Linked DNA regions of Mus musculus: all the other regions are linked to region 1. Evidence: chromatin contacts called from public Micro-C data. All regions are on one chromosome and are shown on one strand. Each heading gives the region's core, a stretch centred on a gene start, on an enhancer-like site or on the middle of the called end of the contact. The rest is flanking DNA. Distances are from core to core; before and after follow the strand shown. Region 1 holds the start of Nkx6-1 (NK6 homeobox 1). Region 2 holds the start of Fgf5 (fibroblast growth factor 5). Region 3 holds the start of A730035I17Rik (RIKEN cDNA A730035I17 gene).

Region 1 (3,331 bases), core at 309-2,808:
CCCTCGCGGGTTTGCCGAAAACAAGGGTCAGACTACTGAAGGAACGGGCGAGCATGGCAGGAAGGAGCCAGAAAGGAAGGGGTGCGGAGGCCTTTTCCCGCTTTCCATCCATCTGACCCAGAGCTGGCCAGGTTCAAGAACAGCCCAGACAGAAGCTCGCTTGCTGCGCTGTGTTCTGTCCAGACGCATTCTCGTTGGTGGAGCCCAGGCCTGCATGAGCCTCGGCGAGCCCAGGAAAGCGCGAGTCCCTCGCTCGCCTGCAGGGGCCCAGCCAACGGCGTGCTGTCCCGGAACTTCCAAACTAGTGTGGCGGCCAGGAGACTGACCGCCCGCAGGGGCACTGTGTGCTTCACGACCCGAGAGCAGACTTAGAAGGCAGGGACCCACCCTCCCCTCCCATAGTACTCACGGGGGGTACAGGCAAGGCGCGCGTCCCTCCACGGCGGACTCTGCATCACTCCGGGCCAGAAGATGGGCGTCCGACCGGGCAGCTCGGCCAGGGGCTTGGGGTACCGGCCCACGGCGGCCACAGCCGCGGCGCTGGGGCTAAAGTAGAGCCCGGGCGGCGGTGGCGGAGGGCTCAGGCTGCTGAAGCGGGGCAGGCCGGCCAGCAGCCCAGCGGGCGACGAGGCGGCAGCGGCGGCAGCAGCAGCGGCGGCGGCGGCCGCCGCAGAGGCCGAGGTGGCGGAGGCGGACGAGGAGGAGGAGGAGGAAGACCCGGAGGGCGAGGCGGAGGGCAGGGCGGCCCCCGAGGCCACCGGCATAGAGGGCCGGCTCAGGATGTCGTTGATGCCGTGTGGGGTGGCCGCCGAAAGCTGCTGCGGGGGACTGCCCAGGGACGAGAGGCCCCCCGCGGCCGGGGGCTTCAAGCCGCCCGGGTTATGTGAGCCCAAAGGTGGGGAGGGCGACGAGGACGAGGAGGACGAGGACGAGGAGGAGGGGGGCCCGGTGGGCAGCGGGGGATAAGCGGCGGGGTAGAGCGGGGTCTTCATCTCGGCCATACTGTGCAGGGCGGCCAGGGGCGGGCTGCTGAGCAGGAACGCGCTCTGCCGAGGGCCCTCCATCGCCCCCACAGCTAACATCCCACAGCCAGACCCGAACCCGCAGCCACGCAGGTCGGTGGCCCCGCCGGGGCTCGGGAGAACCCGAGGTGCCGGGGGCGCGCGCAAGCGAAGTGTGGATCGGCCGCGGGCTCCGGGAGCTGCGCAGCAAAAATGTCCAAACGCCCCGCGGGAGGCGGCAGGGGCGAGGGCTGCGGGGGCGCGGGCGGGCTCAGCGCTTCCTCGGCTTCGGGAGTCCCGGATTCGATCCCAGGCGCTGGTCCCTCGTTCCCGGCTCAGAGCGCTCTGCTTCTCATCTTCTCCACCCCCGCGGGAAATCAGCAAGACGTACCCCGCAGCCGACCCAGAGAGTTTGCAACAAGGTTGGGAGGCGCGGAGCGTTCGCTTTGATGTAGGAGGGCGGGGGCCGGCTCGCTCGCCTGGGGGAGCTTCAAAGCGGGCGGCGTTCCGCCCGGTGCGCGCCTCTGATCTCGCTCGGACGCTCCGCTCTCCCGGCGGCCGCGCTGCTGAGTCGCACTCACCGCTCGCCCGGGGGACAGAGCACAAACGGCCGGCGCGGGTATCGCGCCCGCCACTGCCTCGGGCCCGGCGTTACTGCGCCAGAAAGGGCAGTCAGTGACACCGCTCCGGCGGCTGGGGACTTGGTGCGCCCACGAGCCTACTTCCCCTCCGAGCCACGCGGCGCCGGACTAGCCGGATCGAAAAGGATAAAAGAAAATAAACCTAAGTATGGAAAAAGTCTGACGGGCCGGTTCCGATCGTCCGTCCTCTTCTGCAAGCCGGCCGGGAGACCCCCCCCCGTCCCACCCCCTGGCGCCCTCTCTTCCTCTCACTCTCCGCCTTTCTCTTGCCTCTCTGGCATTTCTCCTTGGCTTTCCAGGCTTGGCTCTTCCAAGCCCTGTCCTCTGGCCAAACTGACCCTCTCGGCGGCTCTTCCCTTCTCTCCTCTCTCCCTCTGGGCCTGACAGTTCGGATGAAGCTCTCAAAGGTAATAAAATATTTGCACCCCTCCCTGCCTCTCTTTAGCTGGGGGACGCAAGGGAGGGGAGGTGGGGGGCCAAAATGAGAACTTTCGAGGACGTCATTCCGGGGCGGCTCGGCGGGGCGGGACTGAGGAGCGGGGCCCGGGTCCTGGGCGTAAACACCGCCTCCAATAGCGCTCAGCTTGGGCAAGGCGTCGCTCCTAGAACACGCCCACCTGGGAGCGCCACACCTTTTGATTGGCTGAGACTAGGGAGCCATAAGGACGCGCCCTCCTAGTCCCCGCCCCAGCTTCACTTGGGCGGAGCCAAGAGGGGAGGGGCCTGGCGAAAAGAGTGGTTCCAGTCTAGAGCCAGCGGCCGGCTCAACTAATCGTGCAAAATAAAATGGAAAGGAGAAGGAGGGAGCAGGGACGAAGAGGGCATTACTTTTTAAAGAGAGGAATAATGAAAATCCAGCCCTTCTATGGAAAAGCAGTTTAAGTGCGGCTCTTCCGCCCACGCCAGCTCGCGTCATCCTCCCCCAGCTCGCGCGCGGCGCCCACCTCCAACGGTGTCTGGACCCTTGCGAAAAGGGAGCTAATGGAGCAGGCAGGAGGCATATCCCAGGCCGACTTCCTTCTTTTGAAGGGATTAATTAAAGGCCCTCTGGGCTCTTCCAGAATCGTGTAAATTGATTTGTTGTTCCTTAAGCCCGTAGATGTTTTTAAACCCCTCGCAGGCCTAAGGGTCACCCTTCACCATCTTTCCGTCTCCTGCTCTTTTCTGTTCTTTCTCCGTTCTTGTCTTCGCTCTCCCACTCCCTAGATCATTATCACTTATGAGGGGGCTCAGTACTCTGGGGATGAAATCAGCTTAATGAGAATATTTATCTCCTGCGTGGTGTCTAAACCTAACAGAAATGAGATAATTATTTTTTTAAAATCCTCCCTCTATTATTATTAGTTGGATTTATGAGGCAGGATCACTAAAATTCACAGGACAACTTTAGATAGAGGAATACCTCGGGGGAAGACAGGTAACTGTTGGAAAGTCTGGTCAAGCTCTCAACTCGGGTAGTTGAGTAAACTAGAGACGACCGACTTCTAGGCTGACATTGGGAGCGATGGTCAAAAGGGCTTTGCTCCCTCTGGCCGATCTTTAAGGTCTGCTCAGGGTTGACCAAAACCAAGGAAAAAACCTCTTTGGTCGATCTTGAGAAATCGGGCAGTTGATACACCAGTGGGGGGGGGGGGGGCGGGAAGTGTCACAGCAGAGATTTGCATCATATTATTGAGTCCAAATTTAAGG
Region 2 (3,149 bases), core at 206-2,705, 3.4 Mb before region 1:
GCTCTTAAACGCTGAGCCATCTCGCCAGCCCCGGAAGTGACTCTTCAAATGGACCCTTTGGAAGGAAACTGGTGTTGTTCTCAAAGTTCAGTGCTGTCCTGTGAGAGATTTGTGCTGTGGTGCACACCAGGGGCACCGAGCCTCAGGTCACAATCTTTTGTGTTGGATATTCCTTTTACTCCCTTTGGCGATTTCCTGTGTTGATCAGGTGACTGGCTATCAGCTGCCTTGTCCCCAATCCACGGAAGATTTGCAATTCTGAAAACAAATCTACATCTGTTTTATAGGTTTTCACTATGAAGATAGGAAGCCTGAAGCAGATACTCAGTAATTAATAAAGTCATGTCTTAACATCTCGCATGATTGATGCGAGTTGACCCCATTGGGCGGCTTCATTGACTTTTCATTTTAAGTGACCAATGAGTGATATATCATAGTGTAGTTTAAAGTTTCAAATATGTTTTCAGACAGAAATATTCCAAGAATGCAAGTCAGGTATATTTCTCAGATAAATAACAGCCCCAGCATTACGTACGGGGAAATTCTTCCTTCTCAGGTTTCCCTAGGTTGAGATTCAGGGGCCTGTCATTAATCATTCATTAGGGTCGGTCCTCCAGTCAATGGAAGTTGAAGAGAGCTGTTGGCTAACTCCTCCAGGCAACGGATCATGGGGTCAGAGAGGACAACTGGGCAGTCCTGGTGTTCAGACTCAATTCATCCTTGCCTGGAGTTCAAGTGTGTCTGGTGTGTGTGTGTGTGTGTGTGTGTGTGTGTGTGTGTGTGTATGTTCGAGGGCGTTCACCTGTTCCAACACAGACATGGGTTTTCCTGAAGAAAAAGCTGGACACGTCGTGCATCCACAGAGTTTCTTAGAGGGCAGCCTGAGACCTGGCATAACAATTCAGGGTGGCTCTCTAGTGGAGAAATAAACGCACACCTTAGTTCTTTAATAAATCAATAACAGCGAGAAACCAGTCTTCTCTCCCACCCTGGGCCACCCCAAAACCTTCCCAAGTTCTGCTGCCAATCAGTTTTTGGTTCCCTTCGGAAAGTGGTTCCCAGGCTCCAGATGGCAGGGGCCAGCAACCTGGAATGCGGGTGCTGGGTAAAGAGTGAGTTGGCTGGGACACATGTGACCACAGAGGACGGGAACCCATGCCCACGTTGCCGTCCGTCCGTGCCCCTTGCGTGGAGAGCAGCGCGCGCGGAGCCGATTCCGGAGCCGCTGGCTCGGGCAGGGGGTGGGGTGACTGGGTGGCTCTTGACAACCGCTGGGTTGCATGACCCGTGCACGGTCGCAGCCAGCGTCCCGGGGGCAGCTTCTGAGGGCGAGACACCTCCTCCCACTCCCGGGATCGCATCTCCCTCCTCCTTCACACCCCCGCCCCCGGGACCGCGGCGCTCCCTCCCCGTACCGGCCGTGAGTACACAAAGCGGCGGGTGAGGGGAAGCTTCGCAGGCGTGCACGGAGCAGTGAGATCACTGGCGTTATAAATATCCCGGTGCCAGCGCCGAGATCCGCTCGGGTGGCCTCTCTCTCTCCCCCTCTCCCTCTCCCTTCCCCGAGGCTATGTCCACCCTGTGCGGCGAGGGAGGCAGCGCCAGAGGCACGCAGCCGCGCGGGGGCTACGGAGCCCGGAGCCAGCCCTGCAAGATGCACTTAGGACCCCCGCGGCCGGAAGAATGAGCCTGTCCTTGCTCTTCCTCATCTTCTGCAGCCACCTGATCCACAGCGCTTGGGCTCACGGGGAGAAGCGTCTCACTCCCGAAGGGCAACCCGCGCCTCCTAGGAACCCGGGAGACTCCAGCGGCAGCCGGGGCAGAAGTAGCGCGACGTTTTCTTCGTCTTCTGCCTCCTCACCAGTCGCAGCTTCTCCGGGCAGCCAAGGAAGCGGCTCGGAACATAGCAGTTTCCAGTGGAGCCCTTCGGGGCGCCGGACCGGCAGCCTGTACTGCAGAGTGGGCATCGGTTTCCATCTGCAGATCTACCCGGATGGCAAAGTCAATGGCTCCCACGAAGCCAGTGTGTTAAGTAAGTTGCTCACTCTCCAACAAAACCTGTTCTGGGAGGGACGGTCAAGATTCCTTTGGGCCACAGGCACCTCTAGGAGCCCTAGCGTCTGGGACTCTGCTGGTTCTGGAAAGAGTCCGGTAGGGTTTCGTGGAGATGCGTCTACTCAGAGCGAGCAGACGCACCCTTCTGTCTTGGGTAGTAAGCATGGGTAAGCCCAGGTGAGGTTACCGAGGTGAGACAGGCAGCTCTTTTCCAGAATGCCCGGGCCGAAAAGACTAGCCACCCACTCTAGCTGGAGAAGAAAAAAAAATAATAATAATAATGAAAGAAGTAACAATCTTTCTCCTGGTACAATTTCTTTCTACTTATGAACTAGAACCGCATTTTTCTTTAAGCGTTAAGTATATCTCTATTCCCTGTACATAATTTACGTTTATGAAAAGAACCCATCTGAGTACTTCCATTCTCCAACTACAAATATCCTATATATCCCATATTATGTTTGTTTATTAATATCTCTATGTAACTCCGAATGCTTAGGTATCTTTCACACGAATACATACATATGTAGATACATACATGCGTACATAAGCGCGCGCGCACACCAACTACACAGGTCTACGTAGAATTTACGTGTACATGCGTTTTGGAAGGGCAAAGTTCTGCTTGCAAGAAAGCAACATGATCTGGAAAACCGGACAGACAGTATTATGACTAAGTCCGGTGCTGAGTTTAACAACATTTAGTAGGCTGAGACCCTGACAATGTTAACCTTTGGTTTCCAGGGACAGATGGAGTAAAGTTCTTAATTTTAAAAGAATTACAGATGAGGTTGGAAATGGTTGTAAATTGAGCATAACTTAAAAAAAAAAAACATCAACCACCCAACCTGAAATTTTTCTGAGTTCTCTCTTTCTCCTTTCCTCTTCGCTTCCACCCCCACCCGCGTTTTCTCCATTCCATCTGCTTTTCTGGACCACCACGTTAATCACTCGCACTCCCCTCGCTGCTCTAAGCTGCTGAGGTGAGCGGAGGTTTGGAGCTGTGTGCATGCATGGGACTGTAGTTGTCTCTGTAATCCTGCAAGCAGTTTTCTCACTAGGTTCAGGTCGGGTTTCCAGCAGGGCTCAGTCCT
Region 3 (3,282 bases), core at 353-2,852, 3.5 Mb before region 1:
CAGATGAAATATCTCTGGTTTCTCTGGTTGCCGTCTTTCACGTGGATCCCTCTCTTCTTGTCTTTCTTAAATACTGTAGGTAGACACTTCGGCGGCAAATGGTTCCTCAGAAGGTCTCATGTGGCTGCGGCTGGTCCAATCAGCCCGAGATAAGGAAGAACAGAATCTCGAAGCTTATATAAAAAATGGACAGCTGTTCTACCGCTCTCTCCGCAGGATTGCCAAAGATGAAGAGTTACTAGTTTGGTACGGGAAAGAACTGACTGAATTGCTCTTGCTCTGCCCGTCTAGAGCTCACAAAATGAACGGTAGGTTGGCTCGGGTGCCTGGGCTCACCTTGCACATCATAGGGTGGACGAAGCTTCTGAGGTGTTGTCCCGAATGGAACTAGGACAGAAGGGGAAGGAAAAGTTGGGGAGCGTTTGACTTAGTAAATGCACAAATCAAGAAAGTAAGTTGCACCAAATAGGATAGTGTATTCATTTTTTTGGGCACTCAGCCCAGAAAGATAAAGTGGATTTGTTATGGGGAGGATGGCTAAGTGGCCTAGGGGCGATGCTAACTAACCATGTGGGGTGTGTGTGTGTGTGTGTGTGTGTGTGTGTGTGTGTGTGTGTGTGTGTGTGTTTGCTCACTAAGCAGGGTCGTCTCCTTACACATGCCTGGAATGCAGCCAACGTTTCCAGTTTGAGTTCCCCTATGTGGCACATCTGCGATTCCGCTGCCCCAAGAGACTTCACAGCACTGATGCGAATCCCCAAGACGAGCAAGGGGGCGGCTTGGGCACTAAGGACCACGGCGGCGGCGGCGGTGGTAAAGAGCAACAGCAGCAGCAACAGCAGCAGCAACAGGAGGCGCCGTTGATCCCGGGCCCCAAGTTCTGCAAAGCCGGCCCCATACACCACTACCCCGCGTCATCCCCGGAGGCGAGCAACCCGCCGGGCTCCGCGGGTGCCGGCAGCGCCAAGCCGTCCACGGACTTCCACAACTTGGCTCGGGAACTGGAAAACTCCCGGGGAAGCAGCAGTTGCGTAGCGGCCCCGGGCGTCGGCAGTGGCGGCAGCGGCCACCAGGAGGCGGAGCTGAGTCCCGACGGCGTCGCCACCGGCGGCTGCAAAGGCAAGAGGCGGTTCCCAGAGGAGGCGGCGGCGGAGGGCGGCGGCGCGGGGCTGGCGGGCGGCCGTGCGCGCTTCTCCGAGAGGCCGCTGGCGACCTCCAAGGAGGAGTTGGTGTGCACGCCGCAGCAGTACCGCGCCGCCGGCAGCTACTTCGGCCTGGAGGAGAACGGCCGGCTCTTCGCGCCGCCCAGCCCGGAGACTGGCGAGGCGAAGCGCAGCGCCTTCGTGGAGGTGAAGAAGGCGGGCCGCGCGGTGGGCTTGCAGGAGGAGGCGGCGGCGACAGACGGCGCAGGGGGCACGGCCGAGGACCCCGACGCGGGAGGCGGTGTCGCCGGCGGCGGCAGCAACGGCTCGTCCACCCCCGCGGCGGGGTCGCCTGGGGCCCCCGAGAAGTTGCTGGCTCCGCGTCCCGGAGGCTCTCTGCCCGGACGGCTGGAGGGCGGGAGCCCCGCGCGCGGCAGCGCCTTCACCTCGGTGTCGCAGCTGGGCGGCGGTGGCGGCGCGGGGACCGCGGGGACTGCGGGGGGCTCGGGGGGCGGCCAAACGGCCGCATCGGACGAGCGGAAGAGCGCCTTCTCGCAGCCCGCGCGCTCCTTCTCGCAGCTGTCCCCGTTGGTCCTCGGCCAGAAGCTGGGCGCTCTCGAGCCGTGTCACCCGGGAGACGGCGTGGGTCCCACCAGACTCTACCCGGCCGCCGCCGATCCGCTGGCTGTGAAGCTGCAGGGGGCAGCGGACCTGAACGGAGCCTGCGGGCCCCTGGCGAGCGGCGGTGGCGGTGGCTTGCCCAAGCAGAGCCCCTTCCTCTACGCCACCGCCTTCTGGCCCAAGAGCTCGGCTGCGGCGGCAGCGGCGGCGGCGGCCGCCGCCGGGCCCCTGCAGCTGCAACTGCCCTCCGCGCTCACCCTGCTGCCGCCCTCCTTCACTTCGCTGTGTCTGCCCGCGCAGAACTGGTGCGCCAAATGCAACGCCTCCTTCCGCATGACCTCCGACCTGGTGTACCATATGCGGTCTCACCACAAAAAGGAGTATGCCATGGAGCCCCTGGTGAAGCGGCGGCGGGAGGAGAAACTCAAGTGCCCCATTTGCAACGAGTCCTTCAGGGAGCGTCACCACCTGTCCCGGCACATGACCTCGCATAATTAATTGTTGCGTAAAAGACTCCGGCTTTCCACGCGTGTGCACGCACAGTCAAGCCACCTGCAGGAGCAGACACGCGAGGATGACATCCACCACTACCTTATGCCCCCAAACACTGCAACCAAACACGTGCACACACAGGTCCCTCCCCTCGCCAGGAGCCTCATCATCCAAATGTTTAATTTCACACACACACACACACACACACACACACACACACACACACACGCACGCACGAACGCACACACGGACGCACGCACACGATGCACAGGATGGTGGATTTTGGATTGGGTGGGTTGTTTGAGCGGGGTTTTCTTTTGAATGCACGAATTTTCACTTTCCCAAAAACAAAAGTACATTTTTAAAAAAATGTCATATATTGCAACATATTGATGCATTTGTCATACGTTTCTACTTAAATTATTAAGCACTTATGGTTTAGATGTAATAATTATATGTAAGGACAAAGTTTATTTTAGATATAAAGTAATGGAGGAAGAGGAGATGCGTTCTGCATTTCCTGATGACAGCTGTGTTCTTACAAAAATAAACAAAATGGATAAAAAGGGGGGCGCCATTCGGTTTAAGTTTCCAGGGGGAAGTGCATGTATCATGAAATGATTATGGACTTCAGTGAAGAATGTCATCAATGATGTAAATATGTATTCCCTTTTAATACAAAGTGTAATTTTGTGCCAGTGACATGGAGTCTGAATAGTTATGTGTTTCTTCTATCCCTAAGAGATTTATTAAACGGTATAGTTTATCCAGGTATGTTGGATGCTTTGACAATAAATAACTATTTTCCTCAAAGCAAATATTTGGAAAGTTTACAAAAAATATTTTTAGGTCAGTATAATACTTTGGATAGTTGATGCCTTTTCGTTGACTCCTTGAAAAGAAGCAAGGAGACCACAGCTTCCTCTGCAGGTATTAACTACAAGCCAGTTTTGAGCCTAAGGGTGTTGATTGTCACTTGAAGATTCTCTATCTGAAAGGTGTTGGGTTTAAGGATCAAGGACAAATC

What was found. Hi-C and Micro-C count contacts between places; a contact is called where the count stands out from the background.
Region 2: a contact with region 1 is called in a Micro-C map of embryonic stem cells, with 14 times the contacts expected there. The contact joins the promoter of Fgf5 here to the promoter of Nkx6-1 in region 1. A contact is called at or near these places in 2 of 39 promoter capture datasets (embryonic stem cells and frontonasal cranial neural crest) and 5 of 484 Hi-C or Micro-C datasets (all in embryonic stem cells).
Region 3: a contact with region 1 is called in a Micro-C map of embryonic stem cells, with 13 times the contacts expected there. The contact joins the promoter of A730035I17Rik here to the promoter of Nkx6-1 in region 1. A contact is called at or near these places in 6 of 39 promoter capture datasets (cranial neural crest, embryonic stem cells, frontonasal cranial neural crest and 2 more), 21 of 484 Hi-C or Micro-C datasets (B cells, LSK cells, cardiomyocytes and 6 more) and 2 of 115 datasets of contacts at active chromatin or transcription factors (both in embryonic stem cells).

What each region holds. Positions count from the first base shown.
Region 1 is chr5:101,663,153-101,666,483 of GRCm38.p6, forward strand. It overlaps Nkx6-1 (NK6 homeobox 1), which reads right to left and starts at 1,559. Exons shown (of 3, transcript NM_144955.2): 1 at 410-1,559. The coding sequence starts at 1,082.
Region 2 is chr5:98,252,729-98,255,877 of GRCm38.p6, forward strand. Fgf5 (fibroblast growth factor 5) reads left to right here and starts at 1,456. Exons shown (of 3, transcript NM_010203.5): 1 at 1,456-2,032. The coding sequence starts at 1,684.
Region 3 is chr5:98,184,382-98,187,663 of GRCm38.p6, forward strand. It overlaps A730035I17Rik (RIKEN cDNA A730035I17 gene), which reads right to left and starts at 1,603. Exons shown (of 3, transcript NR_153823.1): 1 at 663-1,603; 2 at 337-387. Prdm8 (PR domain containing 8) reads left to right here. Exons shown (of 4, transcript NM_029947.2): 3 at 80-308; 4 at 643-3,067. The coding sequence ends at 2,261.